2 separate regions of the Macaca mulatta genome follow, and region 1 is linked to region 2. The links are chromatin contacts, called in public Hi-C maps. All regions are on one chromosome and are shown on one strand. The core of a region is the stretch at or near the end of the contact, and the rest is flanking DNA. Distances in the headings are between cores, read along the strand shown.

What was found. A called contact is a pair of places that touch in the nucleus more often than the background predicts.
Region 1: a Hi-C map of fetal cortex germinal zone shows a contact between it and region 2, with 2.7 times the contacts expected there. The contact joins the promoter of COPG2 here to the promoter of KLHDC10 in region 2. A contact is called at or near these places in 2 of 14 Hi-C or Micro-C datasets (CD4 T cells and fetal cortex germinal zone).

What each region holds. Positions count from the first base shown.
Region 1 is chr3:170,355,671-170,361,139 of T2T-MMU8v2.0, reverse strand. It overlaps COPG2 (COPI coat complex subunit gamma 2), which reads left to right and starts at 2,064. Exons shown (of 24, transcript XR_013415556.1): 1 at 2,064-2,180; 2 at 3,264-3,316; 3 at 3,874-3,954. TSGA13 (testis specific 13) reads left to right here. Exons shown (of 7, transcript XM_077997351.1): 7 at 1,629-1,884. The coding sequence ends at 1,798.
Region 2 is chr3:169,748,792-169,753,914 of T2T-MMU8v2.0, reverse strand. KLHDC10 (kelch domain containing 10) reads right to left here and starts at 2,642. Exons shown (of 10, transcript XM_077997333.1): 1 at 2,463-2,642. The coding sequence starts at 2,532.

The DNA.
Region 1 (5,469 bases), core at 815-3,314, 610 kb before region 2:
TTAAAAAATTAACAGGGTGTGGTGGCATGCACCTGTAGTCTGAGCTACTTGGGGGGCTGGAGGAAGGAGGATCGCTTGAGCCAAGGAGTTTAAGGTTGCAGTTAGCTGTGATTGTACCATTGCACTCCAGCCTGGGTAACAGAGTAGACCCTGTCTGAAAAACGAACAACAATAACAAAACATAAATAACAAAAATAACAATAACAAAATATCAAAAATACCACAATGCCTTAAATTTATTATTTAAATAAGGGTTTGGATTTTATTCAGTAGGCAGTTTGGACCCAATGAAGAATTTCAGGGCACTGAGTACACATTTGTGATTAGATACATAATTGGTGGGTCCTCAGACTTCACCAGCTCATGGTTTTAAGACAAGGTTCATTTCTCCTACTAGCTTTCTCTCCTCAAGCAATTTCGGAGACTCCCTAAAGTATCCTTGCCTTTCCCACAAAGCCATTGTAGTGATTGCTCAACCCCTTTGCCAGCCATCCTCAGTCCCAATAGTCCTGATACCAGAGACCTGGAGTCATATTATACCATCCCTTAACTGGCTTCTTCAGGCTTCTCTGCTCCTGCTATACCTATTTGCCACCACACCCCACCCCATTTTCACCTACTGCTGCTCTTAATTCCGTAAACACTGCACAGCTAAAACCAACCTGTGGTATTAAACAAAACTTCATAGATACACAGAAAAGCTGAAGAACAGCAGAGAATGATTTATCTTGCTTTACAAGGGGCTAGTCTTAGGGTCAGCTTCAAATGTGAACTCAGGTCCTTCTACTTCCCAGCAGGTCTCCGGGGCATTACCCATTCTTGGGAACCTCTGGGCCTATTATCTACACTGTGTCTGCCTAGGTTCCCAATACTCTTGGGCCAAGGAAGAGGAAGAGGATGTTTCCTTCCCCAAAGCCTATTTATTTTCACCTCCAGAATAAATGCGTGCAGACTTCTATTTCCTTCAAGGAAAACTCCACCTACAAAGTATAACTTGAACTTTACAAGCCATATAAAGCAAACATAGTAGTTAATAATAGTACATTTAGCCAAGCCGGAGGTAAATCTTAAATGATACCATATGTAGGATATCAACAGTTCATCTTAAATCTATATTTAAGGGAAAGAATTTCCCTAGGATGTAGAATGTAATCTAGGTTAGAATTTCTCTAATTTTGCAGGGGCACGATCCTGTTGAGTATAGACTCAATTTACATTTCTAAACAGTAATGCCACTGAAGCCAAAGGCAAAGTTTCTTAGCCACGCTCTTAGACAAGAGAACAGAAAGCCAGCATACACTCAGAAAGAGGAACATGAGTTAGGAATGAATGCACGTTAATTTAGAGAGTTTCTTAAGTGTCAATATGGTGTCAGACGGAATCACTGAAAGAAGTAGGCTTGAACAAAGAAGGCTCTAAACAGGCAGTGTGTTTTACACTGGGTTTTGATGAAATGAAGGAATCCAAAAACTATAAAATAGGTTGGGAATGGTATTACACGGTCCGAAATCTTTAAAGACCAGCCTTTAAAGGTCCCTTCAAGTGGGTCTCCTTCATATCTCACATTAAGCATCCTTCGAGTACTTCTGAAAAGCCACGTTCACCAGGGTGCCTGTGCTTTGTCGTAGCTTCCAAGAAGTCAGCGAGTGAAAGGCCGATTTCCAAGGTGATTCGGGAACCACTGACACTCGCATCGCTCCTGGAAGAGATGCCCACCAGAACCGCGCCCGGGGAGAGCGCCTTCCGCAACGGGAGGGCCCCGCAGTGGATTATCAAAAAGGCCACGGTCATCGGGTGAACACAGAACCCTCAGTCCTCCCGCCTCGCTCTCCTGAGACTCAGGGGTCCGCAGAGGTCGCCAACCAAATAAAACCACATTCCTGCTGCTGCGGGCGTGGGCTCCCGGGTCACGGGCCGGGAGGGTCTGGCCCAAGCCTCCGGCGGCTGCGGAAGCAGGAGAGGGCGTGGTTGCGTCCCCGGGGGACGAGGGAGGCCGGGGAGGGCGGGCCTTGGCCCCGAGTGACGGCGCGGCGGCCCAACCGGCGTGAGAGCGCGGGGCCGGCCTTCCTGCAGCCTCTTCCGCTCTCCGGCTGCGGCGCCTGGGACGGTTGCGGTGGGTCTGGGCGTTGGGAAGTCGTCCAAGATGATTAAAAAATTCGACAAGAAGGACGAGGAGTCTGGTACGCGCGGGGCTTCCGAGGCCCACCCTCAGCCGCGGGACGCCCCTTCCCCCGCCCGCCGCCACCTGCTTTCGGGCCGGCGGGGCTGGGGGCGTGGGCGCCGGCGTGCCAGGGGGCCGGAGCTGGAGCCGGCCCCTCCCCTCCCCTCGCGGCCGCCGGGGGCCTGCCCGTAGCCCCTCCCCCAGGCGCCGGAGCCTCCCTTCGGGCCGCGCGCTCCCGCCCCGGCGCCCGCGCGCGCCCCGCTCCTGCTGCGGCGCATCCGCTCCGAGCCGCCTCCGCCCCTTCGCGCGGGCCCCCGGCGGGGGCGAGAGCGTGCGCGCGTCTCCGCGGCCAGGGGTACTGGTAGGGTCGGACCCCGAGTGGGAGCACCCTGTTCCCGGGGCTGGGGTCGACGGCACAGGGTGTGTGTGTGGAGGAACATTCAGGTGCCTGGTACCTTATCGTTTTCCTGGGACCCCAGGCTCTGTCCGGTTCCCCGGGGGTAAGACTGTGCCTTGGGACAGAGCTCGTTGAATGCTCAGGCGTCCAGAAGTGACCTGCGTTTTGATACCCGTCTTTGGTCCAGAGCAAATGGGGAAGATGCCAAGCATCCTCAAAAAGAAAAAAATCCCAGTGTTTGGTAGCATCTCCCACGGTGTGAGAGGGGGTTGGGTTAATCAACCTCCACGACCTCTTGAAGGTTTACGTCTGCGTGATTCTCTGGGAAACTTCGTTTCTGCCTCTCCTTAAGTGTTAGAAACACACAAACTAGTGCTTACCTAAGGAAATCAGAAGCACCCTACCACAATCTCATTAATCTTCGTTGTGGAAATGACACATATGTAACATTCATGGAAAAAGAGGGCAGGGAAAGAAGACACTCATTTTGGAGAGGGTTGCTGCAAAAGAGAAGTCTCAGCTCTTCGAGTGTGGCAGTGACGGAGCCAGGATCAGAATGATTTCATTTAGTTTGTATGCATATTAGCAATGATTATCACTGTGCCATCCAAGTGTTCACTTACCAAGCATTCAGTACCCTTCTCTGGAAAATACATAAGTTTGTGTAAAACAGCTATTCAGGACATTTTTTTGTTTTATACATAGGTAGTGGCTCAAATCCTTTCCAGCATCTGGAGAAGAGTGCTGTTTTACAGGAGGTATGACTGGGAAGCATTTTGTGCCTTTTCTTTTCTATTCTGTTTTAGAGTGGTGGGCAGCGAATTCCTGGGCTACTGTGATCACAACACCCAAAATAAGGAACGTAACAGAGTTTAGGGAATATAGATTTAAGGGAAAAGGAAGAGGGGTTACTTGTCACACGAGAATTTAGAGCTTATAGAAATGCAAAGACATGAAGACTGTTACAGGTTGGGAATTTTAAATATAAGAAGGGGTGTTTAGTGCAAGGTTATTGAAATCAGTTATCTGTATTAATGTCATTGTATTAGTATGATACAGATCAGTATTGTGATCCTTATTTAACTGGTATAGCCCGTAAAGTTGAAGTAGTCAACCTAAGGGAATGAGTTAGAAATAAATAGGATGGAAAATCAGGGCCACATGTAATAATTTATCAGATGCTTTAGTAAATTGAGAACTATAGACCATGTTCTTTGGATACTGTGATTAAAAATAGTCTGTATTAAAGTTGATTTGCTATAATCTATGATAGAAAAGGTAGAAAAATAACAGTGTTTTTTATGTTTTTTCATAGGCTCGTATATTCAATGAAACTCCAATCAATCCAAGAAGATGTTTGCATATTCTTACGAAAATTCTTTACTTACTAAACCAGGTAAATTACTTTTATTTTCCTCAGATAAGTGTGTCCTGGAATACAAATACTGAAGATTCAATGAAATACTTTCTGGAAAGTGTAAATATTTATTTATTTTAAATTCACTTAATTTTAACATATATAACGTTTGGTTAACAAAATAATATGTAAGACTTGAGTATGAGGACTATGACATATATAGGTTGAGTATACCTTATTTGCAATGCTCGGAACCAGAAGTGTTTTAGATTTCAGATTTTTTTGGATTTTGGAACATTTGCAGAATACATACTGGCTGTTCCTGCTCTGAGTATCCGAAATCCAAAATGCTCCAATGAGTGTCTCCACTGAGTGTTATACTGGCACTCAAAAAGTTTCTGATTTTGGAGCATTTCAGATTTTGGATTTTGAGATTAGAGATGTTTAACCTGTACTTCTTTTTCATTCTTGAGATCCTAAGCTAGTGATGCACGTAGTAGATTCTCAATAAATCCTTTGGTTTCAGTTTAATGAGTACTAGTTAGAACATATTGTTTACATGTGTTTGGAGATCTTCATGTTTTTCTGAAAATATAGTGCAAGATCAGGCAAATTCCAGGTATTTTCTTTCTTTTGTGTGTAATCATGATGTTTTAAAGCTTTGATTTTTAATATTCAGATTTTATATTTATTATCCCTACCTCACCATTGCTATTAAAATAATTCAGGGCAGTAGCTTAACCATTTTATGTGCCTTGATGTCCTTTTCTCTACATGGGGATTATGATAATACCTGTTACAGAGTTGTAATGACTAAATGAGATCATTAGTGTAAAGCACTGAGAATAGTACTGAACACATAGTAAGCATTCAGGAATAGTTTTCCTTCCATCATTCAGCAAATATTTATTGCATAGCTGCTGTGTCCTGTGCACTGTTTTAGGTGTTGGGGATATAGCAGACAAAACCAGCAAAAAATACTTGCACTCATGAAATACAGATTCTGCCTGCTACTATTGTTATTAATTTTCTTTTTTTTTTTTTGCCCCAGACTTTAAAAAAAAAAACTCATGTAATGTCTAGGGCCTTAGAAAATATGATTTTGTTTCATGGATTCATATTCCCTCAATAACAGTGGGGAATTGGTTCCAGGACCTCCATTGGATACTAAAGTCCATAGATGCTCAAGTCCCTCATACAAATGGTGTAGTATTTGCATATAACCTACACATATCCTCCCATATATTTTAAGTCATCTCTGTGATTATAATACCTAGGTTATAATCTCTAGATTATAATACCTGGTACAATGTTAGTGCTGTGTAAATAGTTGTTGTGCTGTATTGTTTAGGGAATAATGACAAGAAGAAGACATCTGTACATGTTCAGTACAAACCCAGTTTTTTTTTCCTTGAATTTTTTTTTTCAGGTCTGTTATAACTTTATTGATTTTATTTTTGCTTATCTTTTTTTTATTATTATTATACTTTAAGTTCTAGGGTACATGTGCACAATGTGCAGGTTTGTTACGTATGTATACATGTGCCATGCAGG
Region 2 (5,123 bases), core at 1,393-3,892:
CGATCCTCCTACTTTGGCTTGTCAAAGTGCTGGGGTTACAGACATAAGCCATCATGACCAGTTGCTACAGTACACTTTAAAAAAAAATTTTTTTTTGGCTGGGCAAGGTGGCTCACGCCTGTAATCCCAGCACTTTGGAAGGCTGAGACAGGCAGATCACCTGAGTTCAAGAGTTCAAGACCAGCCTGGCCAACATGATAAAACCCTGTCTCTACTAAAAACACAAAAACTAACCAGGCGTGGTGGTAGGTGCCTGTAATTTCAGCTACTCAGGAGGCTGAGGCAGGAGAATTGCTTGAACCCAGGAAGCGGAGGTTGCAGTGAGCTGAGATGGCGACACTGCACTCCAGGCTGGAGGACAGAGCGAGACTCCATCTCAATAAATAAATTAATTAATTTTTTTAAAAAAAGGTTTTATCTCCAAGGCCCGTCAACCAAGCCTAGACATCCTACTCCTCCCCATCACCTAAAATCTTTCAAAATCTATCAAAATACAAGAAAAGGGAGAGGCTTAAAATGCAATACCTAGGAGAATAAAGAATTAGTATGAAAGAATTTCAAACTATATAATACACTGAGATATCAGATGTGTCCCAGTTTTGAGAATGAGTAAAGGAGCAATGAAGTGTCAATCAAGAGAAAAGGGAAGCAGAAAAAAGATACTGATGACCCCACTTTACAAATTTTCACAGTTTAGACACGTTTATCTTTACCTCCGGATAAATGGCTGTTCTTGGTCTTGTGTGCTAAGGGAATGCAGAAATAGCTCCACACTGAAGCCCCTTAGCAGAAATCATGGCTTCCACTGCCATCACGTGGTTGCAGTGAGGAAGTGCACCAACCAGGTTCTAGGAACCTAGGAATGCCTACATGAAGCCCATGGTACAATTAATCCGTGATCAAAGACCTAAAGATTACAGTAGAAGAGGGCAAACTGGTGACAGTGCTTGCTAAGAGTTCCATCTTCTAAGCTGTCAATACACAAAAATCTAAGTTTGTATTGTTAATTGGGAGTAAGAATAAAGATTGCTCCTTTTTTCTTTTTCATGTTAAGGATCATATATTTGGAAATTCTAGGGCGCCCAGTCTGATATTAACATCTCAAACCCAACTTCTGGTATATTATATGATTACTTACAAATGCCTCGATTTAATTTTAATGGCGCATATAAATGGTGTAATGTACATTTCTAGCACACATCAATAACCTCATCACAAACATAAGCAATTGTCTCATTAAATGTGCTAAATTAATTTCCTTTGTCATCTTCAATTTAATCAAATAATAATTTTTGACTACTTAGAAGTATAAGGCACAGTCATAAGTACAATTCAAAAAAATCAATTCATCATGTTCTCAAAACTCATCAGCTAAACAAATATATCACTAATATAATCAATATTATTCACAAAAAAACACGATGAATAATTAACACATCATTCCTGATAGTTCTTTTCATAGTAAAAATAGGCTTGCCCAGTGGGATATTTGACATTCTGTGCATTATTTAATTCCCTACCTTCCTTCTACTAGATTGAATATTCGATTACAAACGTACCTCTTTAAAATTGTCTACACATACATAGCCACTTGATTTTATTTTGTTTTCAAAAGCATCTGAACTCAAGACTACAGCACTGTAGACCAAAATGTGAAATAATGGTATGGGGTACATTTTTCCAATTCTTAGTTGTTTTTATATCGTAAACACAGCATAATTTTGTCACTAGGTATATTTTTGATCTTCACTTTCTCCCCTAAAACCTAGACCCCATTATCCATTCTGTCTCTGGACATTCCAAAATATTAATAATCCAACTAGTTTTCCCTAATTCTGTAGGTTCTCTTTCCCATACACTCCCAGCCAACACTCCCCCACCCCTTTCTTCTGTTTCAGAATGCCTCTTACACACACACCCCGGGTAGTTTTTACAAAATCACTCCTTGGAATGCGCTTCCCTCTTCTCTCCTTAACTTGGCACCCTTTTTGAAATAATTTCCCACAGCTAGGCGCCAATGTCTTTCATTTACAAGATCAAACTGCGGAAGGGGAAGAGATTGGGAACCGAGTAACAGAAACATTTGGAAATGTCAATGAGACAGTGGCCTCTCCTTTGAAAAGAAAACACAACTCTCAGTACAGAGCTTTCAACAGAGCAAAGATACTTTTCTTCGCTGTGCTCCTGTTCCCTCCCTGACCTCAAAGACACCTTCCCTTTTCTCTGATCCCCAGTCTCTCTGCTATGCGTGGGGCCTGCCTTTCCTCCTCCCAAGGAAAAGAAAGCCAGGGAGAAAAAGAAAAGGTAGCAGTCACCTTCCCGCCCGCCGCGCCCGCAAGCGGTCAGGACCCTGTCCCACGACTCACCTGGCAGGTGCGGCCGCCCGGAGAGTTGCACGAAGCGGTTGAGCTGGCCAGTCCCCCGACCCCCGCTGCCCCCACTGCCCCCGCCGGCCCCGCTACCTCCGCCACCAGCGCCGGCGGCGCCTCCTCCCCTCCGGCGGTTCCTGTCCCAGCCCTGGGCGGCCGACATGACCCGCTAACGATTGCCGCAGCCCGGTCCCGTCAGCGCCTGACCCGGCGGCACCAGCGGAACCTCCTTCCTGGGCTCCTTCAGAGACCCAGGAGACAGGGGAAGGGGGCAGCGCCCGGTCCCACCAGAGACCAATGACTTACCGCCTTGGTGAAAGGCAGCCAATGGTCAGTCGTTTTCTTGGTAGGTGGAGGGAGGCGGAGAGAAACGTGGTAACCATAGCTATGGCTAAAAAAAAAAAAAAGTGGGGAGAGAGAAAGGCAGAAGCAGCCACTCCTCGCTCTCATCGTCCGCGCTGGGCTGGCCGGCGTCACCCCGACTCCTGCGGGACCAGGCGGGCCAATCGAAGGCCGAGTGTCAGAGGCCGCGCCTGCGGAAACACGGCGACGGCCAGTGCCTCAGGTTTGGTTAGGGTTCAGGAACTCTTTCCTGTAAACATTGCAATCAGACACTGGATATAAGCATAATACACATATTTGGGGGCAATACGGTATTCTGCCAGCTTTTCAGACTGAGATCCCATTCCCTGACAGTTGACACAAAGGGCTTGCTTGGGGTCGGGGTGGGTGAGGGGACCCGGGGCGGAGTCAAAGTTAAAATGTAAGAACCAGATATTCCTGGGTTTCATTTGTCTTTCAGTCGGATTAACTGCACTCGTCCCTGTATAAGCCACGTCCCAATCAAACAGTTTTAAACCTGGTTAACAAATACGGGAAAATGCTCACTCTCACCAGTAATCTTAGAAATACAAAATAAAACCCCAATGAGAAACCATTTTTGGCTTATTACCTCAGTAAAGATTTTTCAAATAACACCCGGCAGTGTGTGGAATGCCAAGAAAAAGGTATTCTCATAGATGGCTGATGGCTCTGTAAATATTTTTGTTCACTCAAACTCCTTTTGGCTAGTAGAAAATTTTAATCAGCTTGGAAGATATATAATCAAAAGGAAATGTAAAATTAAATAAAAGGCAGTAACGGGTATGGAAGATCAAGATCAAAGAAAACTTTCGATGTGCCGATCAGGAGTCCTATTGTTCCAAAATTAAACAGAAATTTTGGCTTGAGACTTACTGGGCGCATTGCAAACTGGGAAAACAGACTACACACTGATGTTTCTAAATGATATGGAAAAAGCATATCAAATTCCTCAAGGGAAACAAAACTTTTCAAGGTCCTTAGATGTGACAGATTTTTTTTCTTTTGCATTAGAAGAACATTTCATGGTTGCAGGGGAAAAAAGAAATTCTGCTGGAGCTGAGGACAAATACCCTTTGGTCCTGGTGTGCAAATTTCTGGTCGCCACTGGCCCTGCCTCCTTGTTTTCTTACTTCCAGTCCCTGTAGGCAGAGATGTTTTAGCTACTAGCACCATAGCACACTACTTATGAAATGTTTGAGACTTTAAAAAAAAAAAAAAAAAGCCTGTGGTTCTAAAATATGAAAAACAATATATGTTAACTTTTTTTTTTTTTTTTTTTTGAGACGGAGTCTTGCTCTGTCGCTGAGACTGGAGTGCAAAGGCATGATCTCGGTTCACTGCAACCTCTGCCTCTCAGGTTCAAACAATTCTCCTGCCTCAGCCTCCCAAGTAGCTGGGATTACAGGCATGTACCACCACACCTGGCTAATTTTTATATTTTTAGTAGAGATGGGTTTCCACCATGTCGGCCAGGCTGTTCTCCACCTCCTGATCTCAGGTGATCCACCTGCCTCAGCCTTCCAAAGTGATGGGATTACAGGTGCAAGCCACCGCGTCCAGCCCGTGTTAACTTTTCTAAAGAACCTATACCTTTGAGTAACCAAATAGTAAATGAGGGAAACTTTCTCTTTAAAAGAGTAGTCCAAGTAATAAATAAATAAGGAATGATAGGATGTCACCATTTTGCAACCCCTAATGAATTAAGAGATCTACCCATTGAGCATCAACCAGTTAGTGTCACAAAATAAGAGGTGAGACATTATGTGCCATTCTGGGGCGGGGAAGTAGTTGAACAATTCTGCTTGAGATGACACTAAAAAGGTAAACCTCACCAAGGAGCTTAAATTGAATCCTAATGGAGTGAGGAGCATTGAAGGGTTTAAGCAGAGAGGTGACACGATCAGATTTATGTTTTCAAAGATCACTCCAGCTACAATGAACTCAGTTGGGTAGTTTTTTTGGGGAATTTTTTTGCTTTTTGTTTTTTTTGGTTTTTGAGATGGAATTTCACTCTTGTTGCCCGGGCTGGCGTGCAATGGCACAATCTTGGCTCACCGCAACCTCTGCCTCCTGGGTTCAAGCAATTCTCCCACCTCAGCCCCGTGAGTAGCTGGGATTACAGGCATGCGCCACCACGCCCGGCTAATTTTGTATTTTTAGTAGAGACGGGGTTTTTCCATGTTGGTCAGGCTGATCTCAAACTCCCGACCTTAGGTGATCTGACTTCCTTGGCCTCCCAAAGTGCTGGGATTACAGGCGTGAACCACTGCACCCAAGAGTTTGGTGTTTATCCTAGAGAATGGAGGTGCCTATAAGCAGCAGCCTCAGGAAAAAGACCTCTGCTCCCAAATATCTTCTAACTGCCACACTAAATATCTATCTATCACATTA